Regions from separate parts of the Sus scrofa genome. Here region 1 is linked to region 2. Evidence: chromatin contacts called from public HiChIP or PLAC-seq data. All regions are on one chromosome and are shown on one strand. Each heading gives the region's core, a stretch centred on a gene start, on an enhancer-like site or on the middle of the called end of the contact. The rest is flanking DNA. Distances are from core to core; before and after follow the strand shown. Region 1 overlaps GPR68 (ovarian cancer G-protein coupled receptor 1). Region 2 overlaps RPS6KA5 (ribosomal protein S6 kinase alpha-5).

Evidence for each region. HiChIP or PLAC-seq counts read pairs in DNA pulled down with a chosen protein or histone mark.
Region 1: an H3K27ac HiChIP or PLAC-seq map of alveolar macrophages shows a contact between it and region 2. The contact joins two enhancer-like sites. A contact is called at or near these places in 2 of 5 promoter capture datasets (fetal liver and liver) and 1 of 2 datasets of contacts at active chromatin or transcription factors (alveolar macrophages).

The regions. Positions count from the first base shown.
Region 1 is chr7:112,895,015-112,898,540 of Sscrofa11.1, reverse strand. The region is part of intron 1 of GPR68 (ovarian cancer G-protein coupled receptor 1); the gene reads left to right. Among named protein-coding and RNA genes, the nearest start is that of GPR68, 7.4 kb to the left of the region's middle. Within about 2 kb of position 2,185, at least 31 of the 83 cell types and tissues checked have an H3K27ac peak or open chromatin away from gene starts, as enhancers often do. A contact at or near this core is called in alveolar macrophages, where this site is marked.
Region 2 is chr7:112,602,913-112,606,139 of Sscrofa11.1, reverse strand. All of the region lies in intron 7 of RPS6KA5 (ribosomal protein S6 kinase alpha-5), which reads left to right. Among named protein-coding and RNA genes, the nearest start is that of TTC7B, 85 kb to the right of the region's middle. Within about 2 kb of position 1,344, at least 5 of the 83 cell types and tissues checked have an H3K27ac peak or open chromatin away from gene starts, as enhancers often do. A contact at or near this core is called in alveolar macrophages, where this site is marked.

The sequences.
Region 1 (3,526 bases), core at 936-3,435, 290 kb before region 2:
AGATGTCTTGTGTGTAAAACAGGGTTGATGCTGGGGTTAAAACAGGAAACATCTAGAAGGCACTCAGCACCTGCTCCTAAAACACCAGTGACTGTGCTCCCCGATCCTTCATTGCCCCAGCTCTTCTCTGACCCCATGAGGGAGGGCTGAAGTGCCAGGCATTTTGGGAGGCTCTCTGCTGGTCCCCCTCTCCGTCCTTGAAGCCATCTGAATTCATACCTGGCCACTTGGAACTTGCAACCAAGCAGCGCTCTGCCTCCGCTCCTCTGATGTAGGTGCTGAAGTGTAAGGCCTGGCACAAGTCAGTGAGGTCCCTGGAGGGGCTTAGAAAATGGTCCTGAGAGCCAGAAGACCCCATGAGGCCAAAGGCCGGTGCTTCGCTGCCCGCTCTGAGCCACTCTGTTTAAAAACACGGATGCTCGCCTTACAACCCAGAGCCTTCCTCCGATGCCCTCGCTCTGCTGGTTTATCCAACAGGCTCCACCCCGCCTCCACCTCAGTGAGTCTCCTCCTGGCTGCCCTCTGGAATTGTCCAGAGAGCTTTTAAAAACACTGATCCTAGCACCTCACCTCCTGAAAGTATGATTTAATTCATCTGGGGTGTGGGGCCTGGGCAATGGTGTTATTTTTTATAAGCACCCTGGGTATTTACTAATGCAGTTGTGACCCACTGGCCCAGATGTTGGTTGCCAGCAGCTGGAGGGTGAAGCCCTGGGGGTGAGAGTGGAAAGAGTCAGCTTCCCCCGCCCTTGCCTGCTGTCCTGTGGCTCTTGTATCCGTGGAATATTCTAGTTACCTCAGCGACACCCTGTCTGGCTCGAGTGAGGACCTCTGGCTCAGGGCTCAGCATCCTGTACCTCCTGGGGTCCTGCAGGTGCTCAAAGGTGGCTGGGAGGGTAGAATCAGCACTCCTGCTCCTCCTGCATCCTCCCAAGTCCCTGGGGTCCCTGCCCCGAATTCAGACGCTGGCCCTCCTGCCAAGTCGGTCGGTCGTTATATCTTGGGTTTGTGGAAAGGAGCCCCAGGGCCTGGGGGTGGGGGCGGTGGGGAGCAGTCCTGCTGCCTTCATCACCGCCCTCATCCTCTGGCTGCCGAGGGTTCCTTGCGGCCACCCAGCCTGACAGCAGATCTGAGTTCCCATGATTCTGCCTCAGCTCAGGAATGGGCAGCCTCCGGCTGGGATTTTCTGGACCGAGCTGGGAGGCGTGGTCTGCGCGAAATCGCCAGAGCGGGGAGCTTGGGTCCCGGCTGCAGGGTCGCCCCGGGGGTCCGCCAGGGGCGTGCAGTCTCCTCCCCACCCGAAGGTCTCCGCGAGCCGGCGCAGGAGGAAGCCGGCTGTCTAAGGTTTGCGGGCAGAGCTGCAGCGGCGGCGGCCAGAGTCAGCGGGGACCCGGATCCCCTTGGGCTGCCGCTCCTGCCTGCTCCTCCCCCTTCCTGGGCTCCAGAGGCTGAGCACACGGGCGGCAGTCCAGCTGTTTCCACACCGGGATCATGACCCAGTAGTGGGTTAGGAAAGCAGTTTGGTAGCTCACCACCTGCATTTAAAAAATCAAAAGAGAGTAGAAATGATCTGAGCAGCTCGCAAGTGGTAGGGTGAGTATTGCTCCGGGAGGTGTGTGTCTCCGTGTGTGTGTCCTCTGCATTTGATGTCTTTGTGTGCTGGTTACAAGGTCAAGTGCATTCCTTGCTGTGGTCTGGGGTCCAGAGAGCTCAAAGGCAGTGAGGTGGTGCCTAGAAGCCGGGGCTCTGGATGCAGATCCACCGCCTTCCTGTGCGGCCGTGAGCAGCGAGGTTAGCCTCCCCGGGCTTCCGAGTCTGTGAAATGGGCTCCCAGGGACAGCGCCATGGACTCACTGCGACTTTGGGAGCCCAGAGGGGACTGAACTTTGAAACCGTTTCGGGGGCTTAGACTTGAGATCGTCTCCTCTCTGTGGCTGGAGCGAGGCTGTCTAGGGGACAACTGGGGACTAAGGGGAAAAAAAAAATGCAGCCTGCTCTCTACTCCTGTCTCAGAGAAAGACATCAACAGCTTCTGAAAAGAGCCCCAGAAACTGAAACAGCCCTTTTAAAGAGTGTGCAAGTTTGACCAGCAAAAGGGAAAGGAAGCAGGGCGGGCAGGAAGCTCCCGGCTCTGTGTGCTGGGGGCTCCCCTGAGCAGAGAGTAACTGTGCGTGTCAGTGTGCCACCGCTCTGAAAAGCCAGGCGACAGATTAGATCACTGTTTATGTGCCGGCTGAAGGCGCAGGCACCTCCGCCTTCTGGCTGGGAATGTGCAGGCAGCCCGTAGCTTGAGTCAGAGGCCCTTCCCTTCTTCGGGGGCTTAACTGCTCTTGGAAGTTCAAGTCCTCTGTGCTGATGGGCGTTTGTGGAAGGTTTGCTTACAGGTGCTGCATTGCTTCGGGGTAGGCTCTCCATTTCTGAGCTGGATGATAAAGCGAGGCGGCTGCAGTGGTTCTGTGTTGGGAGTCTTTGCCCCAAAGCCCGCCTCCACCCCCCCCACCCCCTTGGAGCACCAAGCCCTGGGCACACAGGAGGTTTTCCTCCGTGGGCATTGAGGAAGTGGTTGACCTGGCAGAGCATCCGTCAGGGCCAAGGAGCTTGCCCAAGACCAAGCCTGGGGGCCTTGTGCTGGCATCTAGGGGGACTAGAGCCTGATGAAGTCTGGAGGTGGGGGGGGGTTGCTCCCAAGCAGGTGTGATGAAGAGAAAGATGGCGTGGTGTAAAGGGGGACGTGGGCCAGTCTGAGTTCAAAACCCGCCTTACCACATTGTAGCTGTGGAATCTTGAGCAGCTTGTTTTTCCATCTGTAAAATGGGTGCCAGTGAGAGCGGTATTGAGGGAGAGTACGGATGTGCTGAAATGTCCTTGGCACGCGGAGGGCTCTCACCCTTGGTCCTTCCGTCCCGACTCTGTTTTCCCATTTACAGGATGCTTTGCATTCACTGTGCCTTTGCTTTTTGAGGAGTAAGCTTTCTGTGGAGAACAAGCAGAGAAGGGACGCTCTTGGCAAGATGTGGAATCCATGCAGAGGTGCCTGTCCTTGGGGAATGGCAGGAAAGAGGCCTGGCTGGGATAAGGCCTGGGTGAAAACGCAGGACCCTCTGCGACCAGCTTAGGTAGCCTAAGCAGATGCCAGGCTGCTGGAGAGGAGGTCACAGCGATTCCTCCCTCTCCCTCTTCTATTTCTACTAATGACATTTCCATGGTCCTAGCGCCCAACCTCAAAACCCCATCCACCCACCCAGCCATCCATCCACCCACTCAACCATCCATCCACCCACCCAGCCAGCCATCCACCCACCCAGCCAGCCATCTCCCCATCTGTTCACTCACCATCTTCCCATCTACCCCCTCAGCCTTTTATTTACTCATCTTACTCATCCACCTCCCCAGCCAGCCAGCCAGCCACCCACATACCTCTCCACACATCCATTCATCTAACAAAGAATTTGGGGGCGCTCATGATGACCAAGCATTGAGGAACATCTCACATTTGTCCCTGTTTGTCCCCACCTCCCTTTGAATG
Region 2 (3,227 bases), core at 95-2,594:
TCAAGATAATCATTCTGATTGTCTTTTCTGATGTAAGATCTTCCATAGTCTCTTCTTTATAAAATATGCACCATTCAGATAAGTGTATCATTATCTTGTCCCCAAATGTCTTAATTACCCAGCACTCTTTCTGATAATTGAATTCTTGCGTTCCTTAATTATTGTGATCTTCCCCGAACTCTGTATACTTTCTATAGTTTTTCTTTGAGATGCTTCAAAATAATAGATTATCCACGTCATCTGATTGCCTGTTGCCCACAGGTAGCCTAAAACTGGGACATATGTGTTTTTCTGGTTATCAAAATTCAAAATATAGGAGTTCCCGTCGTGGCGCAGTGGTTAACGAATCCGACTAGGAACCATGAGGTTGCGGGTTCGGTCCCTGCCCTTGCTCAGTGGGTTAACGATCCGGCGTTGCCGTGAGCTGTGGTGTAGGTTGCAGATGCGGCTCGGATCCCGAGTTGCTGTGGCTCTGGCGTAGGCCAGTGGCTACAGCTCCGATTAGACCCCTAGCCTGGGAACCTCCATATGCCGCGGGAGCGGCCCAAGAAATAGCAACAACAACAACAACAACAACAAAAAAAAAATTTCAAAATATAGAGTTCTCATTGTGGCTCAGCAGGTTATGAACCCAGCTAGTATCCATGAGGATGCAGGTTCGATCCCTGGCCTCACTCACTGGGTTAAGAATCTGGCATTGCCGTGAGCTGTGGTGTAGGTCACAGATATGGCTCGGATCTGATGTTGCTGTGGCTGTGGTGTAGGCTGGCAGTTGAAGCTCCAGTTTGATCCCTAGCCTGGGAACTTCCCTATGCCGCGGGTGTGGCCCTAAAAAAAAAAAAAATTAAAATGTAATAAGAATGTAGAATGGGATGACGGCTTTCTCCTGGGTGACCATCATCCTTGTCTCTGACGGTCACCTCCTTTCTGTCCAAGTACCATCAGTGAACAGAGAGCATTGTGTGTAAGGTATTTTCAAGGAAGTACTCCCATTTTTTAACTTTAGCTAGACAGAATGTCCCCCCCAAAAAAAAACAAACCTGAAATCAGCCCCCTCTGCACATCAATCCTGGTCCCGTCCTCTAAAGACCAGAGGAATTCTTTTGTTTCTCCCAGACGTCGCTTTAGGTGTTTGAAGGTAGTTTGATCTAGAGTGAACCTTTTGGGTTCTCTTAACTGTTCGTTTGAAATCACTTCCACATTCCTCGTGCCTTGGTGCCATTGTGAGCAGGCATTACATTGTCAGCATTATGGGCTTGAATGACTGCTCTTTGGCTTTCCTGCAAGTCTGTTTCTTATTTTTATTTCATGGACGTAGCCTGTGTACTTCCTACTTGGGCCCCTCCTACTAGCTCCTACTCCCTCTGCGTCGAGCTTCCTCTTTCAGGGAGTATGTTTCTGCCACGCAGGAAGGTGTCCCCTCAGGTCTTCTGCCTCCCCTCCAGAAGGAGCCTTGTCCGTGCCCGGGGCTGCATAAACCAGGGTAGCTGGGTGTTCCCTCCCATCAGGACGCAGAGGTTTTGTTTGCAGCTCTTTCATCATCTCCGCCAGGGTTGTTTCTGTCTCACTTTCTCTGCCTTAGAGATTTGCAAAGTATCTGCCAAACGATATTTATTTGGTTCTTCATTATCTGTCAATAAAATATGCTTTGGAGTTCCTGTTGTGGCTCAGCGGGTTAAGAATGAGACTAGTATCCATGAGGATGTGGGTTCCATCCCTGGCCTTGCTCAGCAGGTTAGGGATATGGCATTGCTGCAAGCTGCAGATTCTATGTTGCTGTGGCTATGGTGCAGCCTGGCCACTGCAGCTCAGATTCAACCCCTATCCTGGGAACTTCCAAATGCTGCAGGTGTGGCCCCCCCAAAAAAAAGAAAAAAAGAAAGAAATAAAATATTGGAGTTCCCACTATGGTGCACTGGGGTCCAGAGCATCTCTGTGGAACCAGGACACAGGTTCAATCACCAGCCCAGCACAGTAGGTATTAAAGGATCTGGGTGTTGCCACAGCTAGTGGCATAGGTTGCAACTGTGGGTTAGATGTGATCCCTGGCCTGGGGCAGCCAAAAAAGAGAAAATATATATATATAAATATATACAGACATATATATATTCTTTAGTAATGCAACTCATTGTACTGTTATAAGTATAATGTTGTAAATTCAGGTTTAAGTGTTATCAAAATAATGGGTTAAATAGAGCTCTAGTTGTGTACTTTAAGTTGGGGTCTGCAAACTAGGGCCCACAGGCCAGATCCATTCTGCTGCCTAGGAGCTAAGAATGGTTTTTACATTCTCTCTTTTTTTTTTTTTTTTTTGGTCTTTTTAACAACTGCACCAGGGCACAGCCCAGGCTAGGGGTCAAATTGGAGCTGCAGCTTCCAGCCATGGCCTCAGCCACAGCAATGCGGGATCCAAGCCATGTCAGTGACCTACATCACAGCTCGTGGCAACACCGGATCCTTAACCCACTGAGCGAGGCGAGGGATCGAACCCTCATCCTCATGGGTGCTTAACCCACTGAGCCACACCAGGAACTCCTTTACATTCTTAAGTGGTTGAAAAAAGTCAAAAGACAGACAAAATTTGGTGACGTGAAAATTATATGAAATTTGAGCTTGGGTGTCCATCAGTGGTTGTCTTAGAACACGGTGTGCTGGTCCATTTACAATGTGTCCCACTGCTCTCCTGCTGCAGCAGCACTCAGCAGTTGCCCCAGAGATCAAGTAGCTTCCAAAGCTTGAATTATGGCCTTGTATTCGTTATCCATTATCCATTGCTTAGTAACAAATTACCTCAAATCTTAGTGGCTTAAGACAATGTGCATTTATTATCTCAGTTTCTGTGGATCAGGAATCCGGGCACAGCTCAGCTGAGTTCTCTACTTCAAGGTCATTCGCAGGCTGCAATCAAAGTGTTAGCTGGGCTGTCGGGATCTCAAGGCTCAGCTGGAAAAGGATCTGCTTCCAGGTGCATGTGGTTGTTGGCAGGATTCAGTTCCTCTGGGCTGTTGGACCGAGAGCCTCAGTTCCTTGCTGGCTGTTGGCGGAAGACCGTCTTTAGTTGCTTGCCACGCGTGCCTCTCCAGCATGGCAGACTGCTTCATCAAAGCGTGCAAGCTGGGAGGGCAATAGAGGGAGTCTGCTAGGAGGATGGAATGTTTTATAACCTAATTGTGAAAGTGGCACCCTCTCCTCTTTACTGTATAATGTTGGTTATAAGAAAGTCACTA